Linked DNA regions of Mus musculus: region 2 is linked to region 1. The links are chromatin contacts, called in public HiChIP or PLAC-seq maps. All regions are on one chromosome and are shown on one strand. The core of a region is the stretch at or near the end of the contact, and the rest is flanking DNA. Distances in the headings are between cores, read along the strand shown. Region 1 holds the start of Fbxo10 (F-box protein 10). Region 2 has its middle 7.4 kb from the start of Gm12409.

Evidence for each region. HiChIP or PLAC-seq counts read pairs in DNA pulled down with a chosen protein or histone mark.
Region 2: an H3K4me3 HiChIP or PLAC-seq map of embryonic forebrain shows a contact between it and region 1, with 4 times the contacts expected there. The contact joins the enhancer-like site here to the promoter of Fbxo10 in region 1. A contact is called at or near these places in 5 of 39 promoter capture datasets (the C10 cell line, cranial neural crest, hippocampal neurons and 2 more), 6 of 115 datasets of contacts at active chromatin or transcription factors (astrocytes, embryonic forebrain and embryonic stem cells) and 1 of 9 other capture datasets (adipose tissue).

Annotation. Positions count from the first base shown.
Region 1 is chr4:45,080,178-45,087,330 of GRCm38.p6, reverse strand. Fbxo10 (F-box protein 10) reads left to right here and starts at 2,727. Exons shown (of 11, transcript NM_001024142.1): 1 at 2,727-2,841.
Region 2 is chr4:45,768,002-45,775,154 of GRCm38.p6, reverse strand. No RefSeq gene overlaps it. Among named protein-coding and RNA genes, the nearest start is that of Gm12409, 7.4 kb to the right of the region's middle. Within about 2 kb of position 4,339, at least 44 of the 459 cell types and tissues checked have an H3K27ac peak or open chromatin away from gene starts, as enhancers often do. A contact at or near this core is called in embryonic forebrain and embryonic stem cells, where this site is marked.

The DNA of each region.
Region 1 (7,153 bases), core at 1,478-3,977:
CTAGAATCTGGAGTTCACAGTCCTGAGTAACAGCTTCAGCTTCCTAATATAAATTATGGGAGTCTGAGTTTTTAGTTGTAAACATTAAAATCCAACTTTGGCAGTCGTGAGGAAAAATATTTTATTAGAAATTGTGATGGTTTGTATATCCTTGGACAAGGGAGTGGCACCATCTGAAGGTGTGGCCTTGTTGGAATAGGTGTGGCCTGGTTGGAATGGGTGTGTCACTGTGGATGTGGGTATAAGATCCTCACCCTAGTTGCCTGGAAGTCTTCCACTAGCAGCCTTTGGATGAAGACATAGAACTCTCAGCTCTGCCTGTGCCATGCCTGCCTGGATACTGCCATGCTCCCACCTTGATGATAATGGACTGAACCTCTGAACCCGTAAGCCAGCCCCAATTAAATGTTTTTTATAAGACTTGCCTTGGTCATGGTGTCTGTTCACAGCAGTAAAACCCTAACTAAGACAGAAATATAAAGGGAATTTGAGGATCACCAGGAAATCTAGAGAATCAGGCTAGGATGCCAGGTAACTGGAACACCACTATTTGCTGACCATTGGATCCCACTGGAGGGATGCAAGCTCACAGCTTTCAGGGTACCCAATGATGCTCTAGTCAAGCTGCTGGTGTTGCTTTGGAGCTGTTACATAACATGTAGGCCTCAGTTCTGCACAGGGAATGTTTATTTGTACAATTAGAGTTAAGTGGGAAGACAGAACCGATCTAGAGTTTCAACTTCCATAACAAAATACCTGGTTTGGTTCTCAACAAGCTCATCATTGAAGACCCCCCGTAAGGTAGGAAGAGAGCTGAGACCCGCAGGCAGCCGAAAAGGATGATAGCTGTTGGGTTACCTGTGGCCAAATGACTCTGCCTGAGTCTAATCTCTCTATAAAGCAAAAGTCTACATGGCCGTGGAGACTGTATGTGCCCTCGTTCATTTGCTATAAATACGAATGACATGCCAGGCTGCTAAGGTGAGCAAGCCCACTCCAGTCAAATGAAGTAGAGAAGTCAAGAGACAAGAGCATTACACACATGGTGGGATGGAGGCCTGCGCCAGACAGATGAGGGTAAGAAGAGAGGAGCAACCAGTCGCTTACAAATACTGTTCTTGTGCACAGACATGCATGTAGCCAAAGCACACTTACGCATAAAATAAAAATAAGTAAATCTTAAATAAAACGCCACTGTCTTGACGTTTAAATGTTTATACAAGAAATAAAATCCCCCCGCCCCCGTGGCACCTTTGGACAGATGAAGAAGACAGACAGCATGCTGTGTTAGACGGGCCCCATTGTTGTCCTTTGAATGTCCTAACCTTTTTAGAGAAATGCCAACACAAACAATAATGTTTGATAGCACAAATCCAGGAACTCAGGCTTTTAATTGGGTATTGAAATTCATATTCAGCCTGCTGGTTTCATACAATGGGCCACTTTTCAAAGGATTAGACGTGCGATCGGTTTGCCAAACGTAAGCGACGTCTAAGCATGGCCTTTCCACTACATCTGTGTGCTTGCTGAACAGCTCTCGGTCAGCATTCAATTGTTGGGTTTGGGTCTAGGTGTTTTGTTTGGGGTTTAAACAAATGAATCGTTGAAGGCTGGGATGTAGGGGGGTACAGGGGGTACAGGGGGGTAGCACTTGCTCAGCATGTGCAAGACCCTGAATTTGCCTTAACCACTGCATAAAACAACACCCCCCCCAAATTTGACTTTACTGCAAAACTGTCTCAGATCCGTGTGTGTGCCCCCATATCCACTTCCAGTACTTCAGGCCAGTCTCTACTTCTCTTGTCTTCTCAGCACAGAGTATCGAACACCTGCATTCTCCCCCTTCAATGGCTTCCTTTATCATGGCTTATGAAATACTGATGACCTCTAATACCCTTTTATCTAAGACCTCGGGATGGTGGGATACAGGGTTGGAGAGACAGCTTACTAGTCAGGAGGTTTATTGCTCTTGCAAAGGATCCACTTGGTGGCTCACAACTGTCTATATTCAAGTTCCAAGGGCTCCGGCTCCCTCTTCTGGCTTCCAGGGCCCCCTGTGTGCACATAAATCAGGTGCATAAAATACGCATAAAAGTAAAAAAAATCTACAAAAAAAATATTTTTTCTTAGGAGTCGTCTTGTCTCCCTCAGCGCAGGAGCTTTCTCTGGCCTCTTTCACATAGCTACTCTCATGAGGTCATCACATTCCTCAAACCCTAGTTTTCAACCAAAGAGCTCTTTTCATGTACTTCATATAATTTTAAATACATATGGACTTAAACAGCTTTTCCGGTTTATCCTCTCCGCCACAGAGTGGATTTCAGAACAGGAGCCACCACCGCTTTGTTCTCTTGGGCCCATAACTAGTAGTTGGTGCAACAGGTACTACACACATCATTTGCGTTGTGCCAAACGTTTTCCACACAACCCACCCATGGCCCCAAGTCCTTCCTGACTTCTAGCTGGGCTCAGGGTGACTCCAGCTCCTATGTGCTCATATGCACGGAGCCCAGGGTGCTGTTAGGCTATAGTGGTGATGGGAAGGATCCGCCCGCTTCCAGGCCCCTAGGAGCCTCCGGCAGTTCCCGCCCACGATGCTGTTCCCACCCCTTCGGAGGCCACGCTCGCCCTCCATCGCCGAGCCCCGCTCGCCCCGCCCTCCTTCCAGTCTCACGGCCGCGCGCGCTCGCAGGCCAGCCCTACACCCGCGTCACGTGACAGCCACCGGGGGCGGGGCTCGCGGCGAAGTCGGACCCCGCTGTGGCCGAGCGCCGCAGTCCTCCGGCAGCCCTGCGGCTTCCAGGGCGTCGCGGCCGCGGCCGGGCAGCGCCGCTCCCTGAGGTAAGAGGCGCAGGAAGGAGGCTTCTCGGGAGCCCGCGGATGCTCCAGGCTCACCGGCCGCTCGGTCCCTCCGTGGGCCCAGCGTTTGGCTGGGGTGCGGGGACCGGGCCTGGGGGCACTGCGGGAGGTGGGGGGCCTCGGCTGCCGGAGCTCCGGGAGAGCTGTGCCCCCGTCCGCCCCCACCCCGGACCCACCCGCGGTCGCCTCCAGCCCCAGGGCTTTGCAAGTGTCTGAGAGAATGAATGCGATTTTGCGGTTTGCTAGCCTTCACCTGGGATGCAGGAGAGAGCGTGCAGTCGCGCACCCAGTGGGTCTGGTTTTAACAAGTCGCGGAGACTCGGTTTCCGCAAATCTTTGAAGGAAGAGGGGACGACCCCCTGCCCGGCCTCCCTCCTGCACTGATGGCAGAGCCGTTTGGAGAGCCAGAACTCCGGAGTTGGTGTTAGTTCCATCCACCACCCACTAGCCAGGCAACCTTGAGCCACGTCGGTGGTGCTTCTGTTAAAAGTAGAGATGATGTAAATGAGCTAAATACCTAATAAAAAATGGAAAAAAAAAATAAATAAATAAAAGTAGAGATGAATTCTTCGGCCCGAGGTTGCTGTGAGGATTAAGCAGGAAACGTTGAGGACTCCTTAGAGAGCACTCTCCGTGTGAGCATTGTTAAAATAGCAATCTAGGAGTCCATGATAGACGTCTTTCTCGCAGTAAGCACACCGTCCTCTGTGAATGTGATTCTGAAAAATGTGTCGTTTTGGCTGAGGAGCCCTCTCCCCTTTCCCAGGCCCCCTTTGCCTTCTGTTTCATATTGGCATGTGAACCTGTTGTTCCTACCGAATGAGTCAGGCAGGATGGGAACGCTAATTTACTTGAGCAGATGGGTATCAGATTCCCTCTGAGGGGAAAGAAAACTGTCAGGCATGTGCTATCACAAAAAAAAAAAAAAAAAAAAAAAAAATACAGTAGGGTGATTGACTGTCTACTGGAAGATGCCTAGGAGCCCATGGAATCCAGCCGTCTCCTGCACACAGAGAAGCTAGACCAAGAACGAGGCCAGGACTTTGATTTTGCTCAGCCATCAACACTGTTGGCCTTGGGTAGTAGAAAGAATGCTTGAGCTTGCCTATGTTCTAACTCAACTGTTCGTTTATTCTGGCAACAAGATCCAGACAATGGTGTCTGCCCCCATGGAGCTGTTTGCATAGCTAGCTATGTTAGTTATATAAAAGTCTGTATGTGCACACACAGGTGTGTGTGTGTGTGTGTGCGCGCGCGCGTGTGCTCACGTGAGTCCATGTCTGTGTGTGTCTGTGCCCCTCTGCTGGTTTGCGGTATGTTTTATGATAACAATAAGCTTTCAGCTCCCAGAGAGCTGGCCTCATAGCATCTGGCCCCAGGAGACCAGCACACAGGAGAGGCTTGAATTGTTTCATGATCCCTGTCAGGTCTCCAGTCCTGGTGGAAGCTTGCTGAGATTTGGAGACGGGAGAAAATGGCACACTTTGTCAGAGCTTTTAGGAAAGGATTTCCTCTGGCTTGGAATGCCTGGATTTCTTTGTCTCTCTGGTCTCTGGCCTCTTATTGTTTTTAGATATCTAAAGAGAGCAGCCCTCAACACGGTGCCTTCATTTTGGTTTCCATGGTTATCAGGGGAATTACGTTTACATGATGGCACCGGTAGCTATTGAGCTGTGTGGCCAACCACCAGTCACTCGTCTGTCGTTCTGGCTTGTTTCGTTTTTTTTTTTTTTTCTTTTTCCAGTTGCAGTGCAGACATATTCTCCCTTTTCTTATTTCCTCCTTTCCTCCTGCTCTTCAACAAGTGACAGTGTGAAGAGGGATGGGATGGGAATGAGAGCCAATGAAATAAAGATAGACATGGGAGAATGTAGAATCCTTTTTTGGCCCATCCCATTGGTGGTGGTGATAATGGTGGCAGCAGTGGTGGTGGTGATGATGGTGGTGATGATGCAGATGCGGAGCTGTGGTATAAGACTAAGGGTATCGTCAGGTGCGAGGGTCAGGTCCGTGGACCTCTGGAAAGATGCAGATGGTGAATCAGCCTGAGCTCGCAGAGGCAGACAGACAGTGTCCTGGGCAACAAGAATGCCTCACCTGCTTTTCAAAGGAGATGAGAGAGAAACGTATTCCTTTAATGGGCCGCAGTCACAGAGGGATTACCACATAGCACAGTAGCATTCGTGCCCTGAGTTTCCATTAATGGATGAGCCGCCTCTCTTTTTTTGGGGGGGGGGGTGGGGGTGGGAGGGAGGTTTTGAGACAGGGTTTCTCTGTGTAGCCCTGGCTGTCCTGGAACTCACTCTGTAGACCAGGCTGGCCTCCAACTCAGAAATCCGCCTGCCTCTGCCTCCCAAGTGTTGGGATTAAAGGCGTGCGCCACTACTGTCCGGCTCGCTGTTCCTTCTCCAAGTCGCCTGTCCTGGGCTTTGTGTGAACGAGCTACGGATTCTCCTGTCAGCTTGGGGATTTGTTTCCCTACTCACCTAACGTAATGGGGTTGTTAACATAAAGGGGCACTAGAGTAACACCTGTGTATGAGCCATTTGTTTCGGGTGAGATGTTTAACCAGTGTGTCTAATCTCTCAAGTTGGCCACCTGACTGACACAGTCACATATTGGTTTATTTTTTTCTAGTATTCTGCCAAGTAATCCAAGGCCTTCATTAGTAAGGATTCTAAACTCTCTGGAGGCTTCTGTTGCCCAGAGGGGTCCTTCTTGTCACTCTCAGAGGAGAGAGAGCTGTGAGTGCTGCACCCAACTGTTATCTCTGACCGCCGTGTGATGTCACTGGAAGAGCTGCCCCGCACAGTCCAAGGATGTGTAGTAATTGCTGCTCAGTGTCCTTTAGGGACCAGATCCCTGTCAGTTAGTCGGATCCCTGCCAGTCAGATCCCTGCCAGTCAGTCGGATCCCTGCCAGTCAGTCAGATCCCTGCCAGTCAGTCAGATCCCTGCCAGTCAGTCAGATCCCTGCCAGTCAGTCTGATGCCTGCCAGTCAGTCGGATCCCTGCCAGTCAGTCAGATCCCTGCCAGTCAGTTGGATCCCTGCCAGTCAGATCCCTGCCAGTGCCAGTCAGTCAGATCCCTGCCAGTCAGTTGGATCCCTGCCAGTCAGATCCCTGCCAGTTAGTCAGATCCCTGCCAGTCAGATCCCTGCCAGTCAGTCAGATCCCTGCCAGTCAGATCCCTGCCGGTCAGTCAGAACCCTGCCAGTCAGTCGGATCCCTGCCAGTCAGTCGGATCCCTGCCAGTCAGTCAGATCCCTGCCAGTCAGTCGGATCCCTGCCAGTCAGTCAGATCCCTGCCAGTCAGTCAGATCCCTGCCAGTCAGTCAGATCCCTGCCAGTCAGTCAGATCCCTGCCAGTCAGATTCCCTCTGGACTCTCAGGTTAGAGCTTTCTTTAGTTCCCAAAGCACCACTTCCTGGGCCTTGAATTGAGCTTGCTCCTAGGCTGACTTCTTCTATCCTTCAGGGGTCACCGCTCGTCACTGAGATTTCCTCCCGCCCCTTTCAAGTCTTTTATCTGAATTTAAGGCCTCCATCGCCCTTCCTTTTCCTATGCTTAACCCGAGTGAGTCCCTTTGGTAAACTAGTTCTGCTTTGTCATGGGGTTTTACCTAAGCAGAGATCCTCAGGAATGGCAGTTTTCAACACGCCACCCAGGTCGTTAGGTACCTCTTTCAGCCTTGTTCTCCCAAGTGCAAAAAGGATCTTCGGGTGATTCTTGACAAAGCATCCATGTGTTCCCAGGCGACTGTTTCCACCTGCAGTCTTAGGTGAGGCAATTGCAAACATCCTCAGCTCACCCCCTGCTTTAGTGGAGGTGGGGCATGCTTGCAATCTCATCACTCTATAGGGTAGGGCAGGAGGATCAAGAGCTTAGGTCCACCCAGGCTTCGTGAGACTTTACTGAAAGAAAAATGAAAAAGAATATGCTCTACTGAAAGCAAAGCGTGTTTGGTATATGCAGTGTTAGGAGTTTGGGAACCAAGGTTTTAAATTGAAGACAAAGGATTGCATCCAGGCAAGGTGACACTATCATCCCAGCTCTTGAAAGACTGAGGCAGGAGGATTTCTTGAGCCTAGGAGTTTGAGTAAGTATGGCAAGATCTCAATCCAGAAACAAACAAAAGCCCGGTTAGGAGGGTTTTTGTTTGTTTTGTTTTGTTTTGTTTTTAATGATGGTTTTTATGTTCTTTCAATTTTTCTAAGAATCAGTATGTTTATTTCACTATCTTTGTTTTGAACATTTTTTTACTCTGAAAGATAATATATACAGATGTGGCACAG
Region 2 (7,153 bases), core at 3,090-5,589, 690 kb before region 1:
CCTATCAAGAGAATAAGCACATTCAGTCTCCTTGACATTTCTGCGATTTCTGATTTTTTTTTAGAGTCAGGCTTCTGTTGCTTCACGTCTTTGTGCATAATTGTACCTTTAATAATCTGTTTCCTTTCAGAAATTCCTTACACTTGTCATGAATTTCTGATCATTTCCTGGGCCATGGTTTCTCTTCTTTGTTCTCAGTGTCTCCTCAGGTGAGTGGTTCACACGTGTGTTTGGCTAATCCAGCCCTGACTCCCCCTCGACTTTTCTCATGAATTTAATAACGTAGATGAAAAGGGCCAATTCTTTGGAAGGCACAAACCACCAAAGCTTCTCTGAAGAAGCCGAGAAGAAAAGCCCTACACCGGCTGCACAAGTGAATTCAAAACTGAAGGCCCTCCAACAAAGGAAACCCCAGATTCTAATGGCTTTGCTGCGAGCCTAATACCGAGTGATTTCAGAAAGAAAGAGTACCAATCCTACACCAACTCTTATAGAAAATAGAAGAGGAGGAAACACTTCTCTATCATTTTAGAGGCCTAATGCCCTCCCTCCGAGCAGACAAAGACGGTCCTTACAGAAGGATAGCTACAGCCTAAAATTCCTCATGAATATAGATGCAAAAGAATCCTCAAGAAAATATTATCAAATCAGTGTGTGTAAAGATTGTTCAGAACCGACTCACTGGGAATGCCACACTGGGGAGCGGTGAGCAGACACTGAAGACAGAGAGAGGAGCTACAGTTGCAAAGCCCAGGGACTGCTTTTTCTTTGATACCCATCTCAGGTATCCCAGGTTGGCCACAAACTTGCTCTGTAGTCAGAGATAACCTTGAACTTCTTCTTCTTCTTTTTCTTCCTCTTCTTTCTTCTTCTTCTTCTTCTTGTTCTTCTGAGATGGGGTTTCTCTGTGTAGCCCTGGCTGTCCTGGAGCTCACTCTATAGACCAGGCTGGCCTCAAACTCAGAAATCTACCTGCCTCTGCCTTCCAAGTCCTGGGATTAAAGGTGTGTGCCACCACCGCCCAGCAACCTTGAACTTCTGATGCTTCTACTTCCACTGTCCAAGTGCTTAGATTCCAGGAGGGTACCACCACACCAGGTTTCCAGTTTCTGGACCCAGAGCTTTGTGCACGCCAGGCAAATACTGACTTACCTCCTAGCCCTGAACTTTTTGAAGTAGTAGAATAGTTCTGAGTCTTGAATGTGGTCTTACTAGCATGTGGTCACATGACTGTGTGTGGAACGCTATACCCCCTCACTCATGTTAATTACATGTAAATGATGTGCAAATATATGTAAACAACACCTCACTGAATTATGTAATATTAGTAATTGGATTTTTAAAATATTAAAAGGGAGCTGGAGAGATGGCTCCGCGGTTAAGAGCACTGACTACTCTTCCAGAGGTCCTGAGTTCAATTCTCAGCAACCACATGGTGGCTCACAACCATCTGTAATGGGATCTGATGCCCTCTTCTGGTGTGTCTAAAGACAGCTGCAGTGTACTTACAAATAATAAATAAATATATCTAAAAAAAAATCCCAAAATATTAAAAGGTCATCTGTATTTTCATTTGTAGTATTCTGGAAAAGGCAAAATTGAAGGGATGGCTATAAACTGGGCTGGGGTTGTAAAGGGTGAGACTCTAGGGAGGGGTTGGAAAACACAGGGGCAAAGACAGGCAGCATTTGGAAGTAAGGGAATATGAAACTGGTTTTTCTTTTTTTTGAGGTGGGATCTCACTAAGTAGCTCTGGCTGTCCTGGAACTTACTACATGGATCAGGCTGGCCTTGAACTCACAGAGATGTTACTGCCTCTGCCTCCTGAGTGCTGGGATTAAAGGTGTATGCCTCCACAGCTGTGGACAGTGGTGGATACAGGACTATCTATGGTCTCCAGACTATGCCTAAAGAATGATTTTAATGATTATAAAACCTTAATAGACTTGACTTTTTCATGTTTTTATTCCTGCATTGGACATTCTTGCTCTGCCCACCACGTGCACACATTTTTCTCAAGGCGTTGATTGATGCCTGTCAGACTATCCCCAAATGCCTTGTTTTTTGTCTGTAAGACAGAGATTTGAGTCTTATATCAATATCCCTTAGTGGAGAAGAGCGTGCCTTTGAGATTTGATGATGCGGGATTCAAAGTCTGTCTCCACTACTGCGGAGATGTGTAATGCATGTGACGCTAGAGTATCATTTCCGGTTGGCAGAGGTGTTAGTCAGGCTTCTGTGCCTGTGGCAGAGGCTCTGGATTACCAAGAAGGTTCATTCTGGCTCACGGTTTTGTCCCGTGACAAATAGAGTTGGCTCTATTATGTTGGCAGCATAGAACGTAGTGGTAGAAGCCTGCTCACCTGGAACCCAGGAAGAAAAGCAAAAACAAAACAAAACAAAACAAAACTAGAAAGACAGGACCTGTGATGTAGTTTGGCAACTAAAGGTTCTTGCCTCTAAGCCTGATGACCCAGGTTCTGTCCTCAGAAGCAGGATAGTAGAGGGAGAGAATACAAACCCTGTAATTTCCCCATGTGTGCTGTGGAATGTCCCTGTCGTTGCACCAAACCCTCTCCTGTCTCCTGGTATTCCTTCAATGGCCCAATAAGGCAAGTATTGTTATTACAACTACATAATCTGCTGTTATGGTTCTGATCTTGACTGTCCCCTCAAAGGCCAGCATGCTGAAGGCATAGTCAGTCCCCAGGCTGTGGCCCTTCTGTCTTTGCCTTCCAAACATGAATTTGCAGGTACGAGCCACTACATCTGCTCTTCCGTTTTAGACAGGTGACCTACTTTCACCTCTAAGTTGATGACCCATGCTTTCTGACAGCAATAGGAAACAAGCATACATACCATCTCTGCTGAAGGTCCCCTTTCCTAGACTAGGAGGATTTTATAAGGTACCTGAGGGGCAATGGGCTAGAGATACCCTTGAACTGGTGCCAAGGAGGCTGATAGAGCATGCAAGCTCTCAGGAGTGTGCACACGAGGTCGCTTCTGACCCTTCTGGCTGAGAGGAAGCCCAGTGATCCTGTCCCCACCCCAGAAAAAGAGCCCCTTCACAATGTCACCATGAGACAGCTGCCTGTGTTGAGCCTGCTATCTTCATTCTCTGTTGAGCGTGTACCCTAATCCAGGAGCATAAGCCTGGACACACACACCCTTTCTCAAGGAAAACCCCAGAAGCTTTGCCCTGCACATAACCAGAAACTCTTATTTTGAATCGGACATAATTTTGAGCATGCCAGTTTGTTTTATTTGTGGCTGCATTCCAACAACGTCCACCGGAGGGCGCTGGGTCTATGTTTATAAGGGGCTCTGAACACAAAGCTGGGCATCCTCGGGCCTCCCAAACACTTAAGCAAACAGGACAAAGACTTCTGTACACACAGGAGCTCACACCCAGGCACTGGGGACACAGACTCCCAGACCCAGAGCACCCACTTCCACATAAGTCTGCACATCTCTCTATGTGCATAGACACCCTAGAACATATGCAGACAAATGTATGCATGAACACAGTCAGGTACAGCACACATTCACAACTGTGAATAGTACACACACACACACACACACACACACACACACACCAGCCCAGATTTATACATAGCCAATTACCTATTGGCAGACAATCACAGCCACGTGTAAAATGTCATAAACACACATTCAGATGCAGAGATGCGATTATGCACGGGAAGAGCCGCAGACAGACACGCATGTCTAAATAGCAACACACCCAGCCAGGTAAGGACTCCTTGCCCAGGCCTTTGTTATCTCACTTTGGTGGAAAATGCAGTCCCTCGAGGGCATGGCTAATGTTGTGCTGTTTTCTAAGAAAAACAATGGAAATGTCAACTTCTTAATCCCAACGGAAACTGTACTATTCGTTAAATGTTAATGAAGGGCATTTTTGAGGACAAGCTGTCTCTTAAAAGGAAGGATAGCCCTGCTCTGACAAGGAGGAAACCCCAGCTACAGTTCTACAAACACCTTATTAACATATGGAAAGCTCCGAGACGCTCTAAAGCGCCTTTGGTTCCTACAAAGAATTTCTGAAGCAAATTCAACAGAAAAACATGGATGGGGGAGAAATGGCGTAAAGTTGAAGAACAAAAAAATCCAAACAAACCCCTCTTTCTTAGGGGTGATAAAGAAAGGTGGAGATGACTGTCAGGTGGCCAGGTCTGGAAATTTGCCTTTGTAAAAACAAAATGGTTAAAGGAAGGAAAATGTGAAAGGCAAGAGGAAAAAGGGCCCATAAAGACAGCTGCTTCCATGAAGCGGCAGAGCTAAGAACACACAACCAGGAAAGCACAGCCCTTGGGGCCACCCAGTCCTGCTGTGCAGCTCAGAGGGCGGGGTCTCTGGTGCAGGGGAGGTCAGGGGTAGGTGGGGACTGACCGGGCAGTGTCTCCCAGACGTAAGCTGCCCACTGCTGCATCTTTTCCACAGACCCCCTCAAGAGGTAGGATACAGGGACCTGGGGTCTGGCTCAGGAGACACAGATCTATGCAACCCCTATGTTGAGTGGCACTGGCAGCTCCCTGGACCCTGGTCTTCTCATGTGTGCCTCGAGAAAATGCCCTCTCTAACCACTTAATGTCCTCCTCTTCCGGACACTTGCTCACATAAGCTTCCATCTCGCGTCTCGCTGTCTCCTGTGACCAGAATCATTGAAAGTGGCTCTGTGAGTGCATTTAACCAAGTGCTGGCTGCAGCCTGCAGCCCATCGGCTCCATCCCACTGAACAATAGCTCAGGAAGAGATAAAAGGCATTCATCAGACAGCCAGGCCCAATTATCATGTCACACTGAATGAATGTATTTTAAAATCTTTTCTGACAAGAAAATGTTCCAAGTAGGTACCTTCAAATTAGCTGGAAAATCCAGAAAATTTGCTATTAGACCTTTTTTTTAAGAATCTTTATTCCCCCCTACTGTTCCGAAGGAATTCCTTGGGTGTTAATAATTCCTTCTAAGAGTCTGCCCCTGTGCCTCCCGCTGGGACTGGAATATTCTAACTGCCTGCCCCACTCCCCAGAAGCCACTACAGGGACAATGTAAACTGTGGCTCTGGTGTGAATCACTTGTCCATCAGCTACCTTCAAGTGTCAGGTGCAATTCAGTTCTGTTCTGCCAGCACTCCCAGACCTCTGTTTATCGTCCATTAGCCCTGCCAGAGTGGAGTCCACCCGGGTGACCTTGAAGGGAGACCTCCACCTAAGGCCACATTTTCAAACAGCAAGTTGATTTTGAAACCAAATCTGACTGCTTATCTGTGTGACCTTGAACAAGTGACTTCACTTCTGAGTCCCTTTTTTTTTTTTTTTGCTTTACCTCTAAAAGTCAGGAGATGTCACCAAATTCCTGACACACTACACTGTAGTGAGGAGGGACCTTTTCCTGGAGACGCAGAGGCTTTCCCTCTGGCCCACAGTGTGATCAGGACTGGCATGTCAGGCTGGTTTTGTGGCTGGGGGGTGTGAGTTCCTCACAGCACATAACTATTCATCTTTATTACTAGAATCCTGTAGCAGGTGGCTCTCTGGGCTGAGAGGAGAGTTCTCTGTCCTAATGAGAAACTGCAGCTTGCAGGAGTTCAAGATTTGGAGAAGGGAGAACAGGTGCTCGGTGGGTGGGAAATTGAACTGTGGAGTCAGTTTGTAAATGAGAATAAAGTGGCTTGCTTCACCCCAACCCCTTCATGGTTTTTGCTTGCCTGCTCGATGTGGTGTTTGTTTGTTTTCACAACAAAGTCTCCTGTAGGCTGGCCTTGAGCTTACTATGCAGCCCAGGGTGACCTTGGCTTTTGATCTTGCATCATCGGACATGCCAAGCTTATGTGGCACTGGGGAACACAAACCCAAGGCGTTCGTGTTTGTCCGTGTGTTTGATGCCTGCTTGGCAAGCACCCGGCCCACTACACTGCAACTCCAGCCTTTATTCAGGGGACAGGCAGTTGTTAGGGTCCTCGTTTGCAGTGGCAAAACCGCAGGGTCTGCTGAGCCGTGTGTCCCGCTCTGGGAAGAACAAAACATCCTCCTCCGTTACAGGACCGACTGCGTGGAGCACCATGCTTTCTCTACACCTCTCTTTGTCTGTTTCACTCTGACAATTAACAGGAGACGTTTCAGCTCTTCTGCCAGCACCCAGGGACGTGGAGCACAGACAGCAGAACCCTGCTAGGAAGACACCGCACATTTCCACAGTCCTGCCTTCCCTCGAACAGCCAAGGGAGGCTTCAGGCCAGGAGGTGACCTCCGACTCCCCTGCATTTTCTGAGTTTCATAGCAGTATGTCCAGCTGACCCATGTAGATATCCCTGGCTGGCTGGAAGCATGGGGATTACCTAGTGTATAGAGATCTGTTTTCTAGCGTCTCTCATAGCCGATGTGCTAGGTCCATGGGGTCTTCAGAGGTGCTTGCTGCCCTTCACAGTCCACAAGGGACGCCAAATGAATGTATAGGTCACGTATAGAACTCATCTGCCCTGTCACAGATAGGGAAACTAATGCCTAAAGATGAGTTTCCCTTCCACTGATGGCTACGTCATGGCAGAGCCCATGAGACAAACAGACACACAAAGACATTGATGTCATCCATGTGGCTTTTGAAAGACAGGCAGGAGAGGATGGGAGTTGCATCTGGCCAGTGGGAAAAGCCTGGGAAAGACCATGCTTAGGAACACGGGAGACTTTTAGCTGGATTCAGCTAGGATGAAGGAGTGTGAGAGCCGGAGGAGCAGCCAAGGCAGTCAAGGTAGGCTGTGCAATGAGCTGAAGAGGCGTGGCACCACGTGACTGTTGAGAGAATGGGAAATAGCAGGAGGGCAGGGTTAAGAGTTTGATCATCATGGAAAGCTAAGTGTTGGATGAAGTTCACAGACAAGTCAGTCCATCTAACACCGAGTGAGATGAGCAAGTCCAGGCTGGGCCCCCTGCCAGAATCTGCATCGTGTGGGAGAGGGGAAATGGAATCTAGGAGGCAGCAATAGGAGATCATCACCCTGGGCCAGGCACAGGCTGCTCCTTCCTGGGCATCTCTCCTCTGAGCGCTTCGAGGCAACACCTTTGAGAGACAGCCGCAGAGGCCCACCGCTGCCAGCTCCTTCCTTATCTCTCTTGTAAACACAGATGTTTTACCGCCTT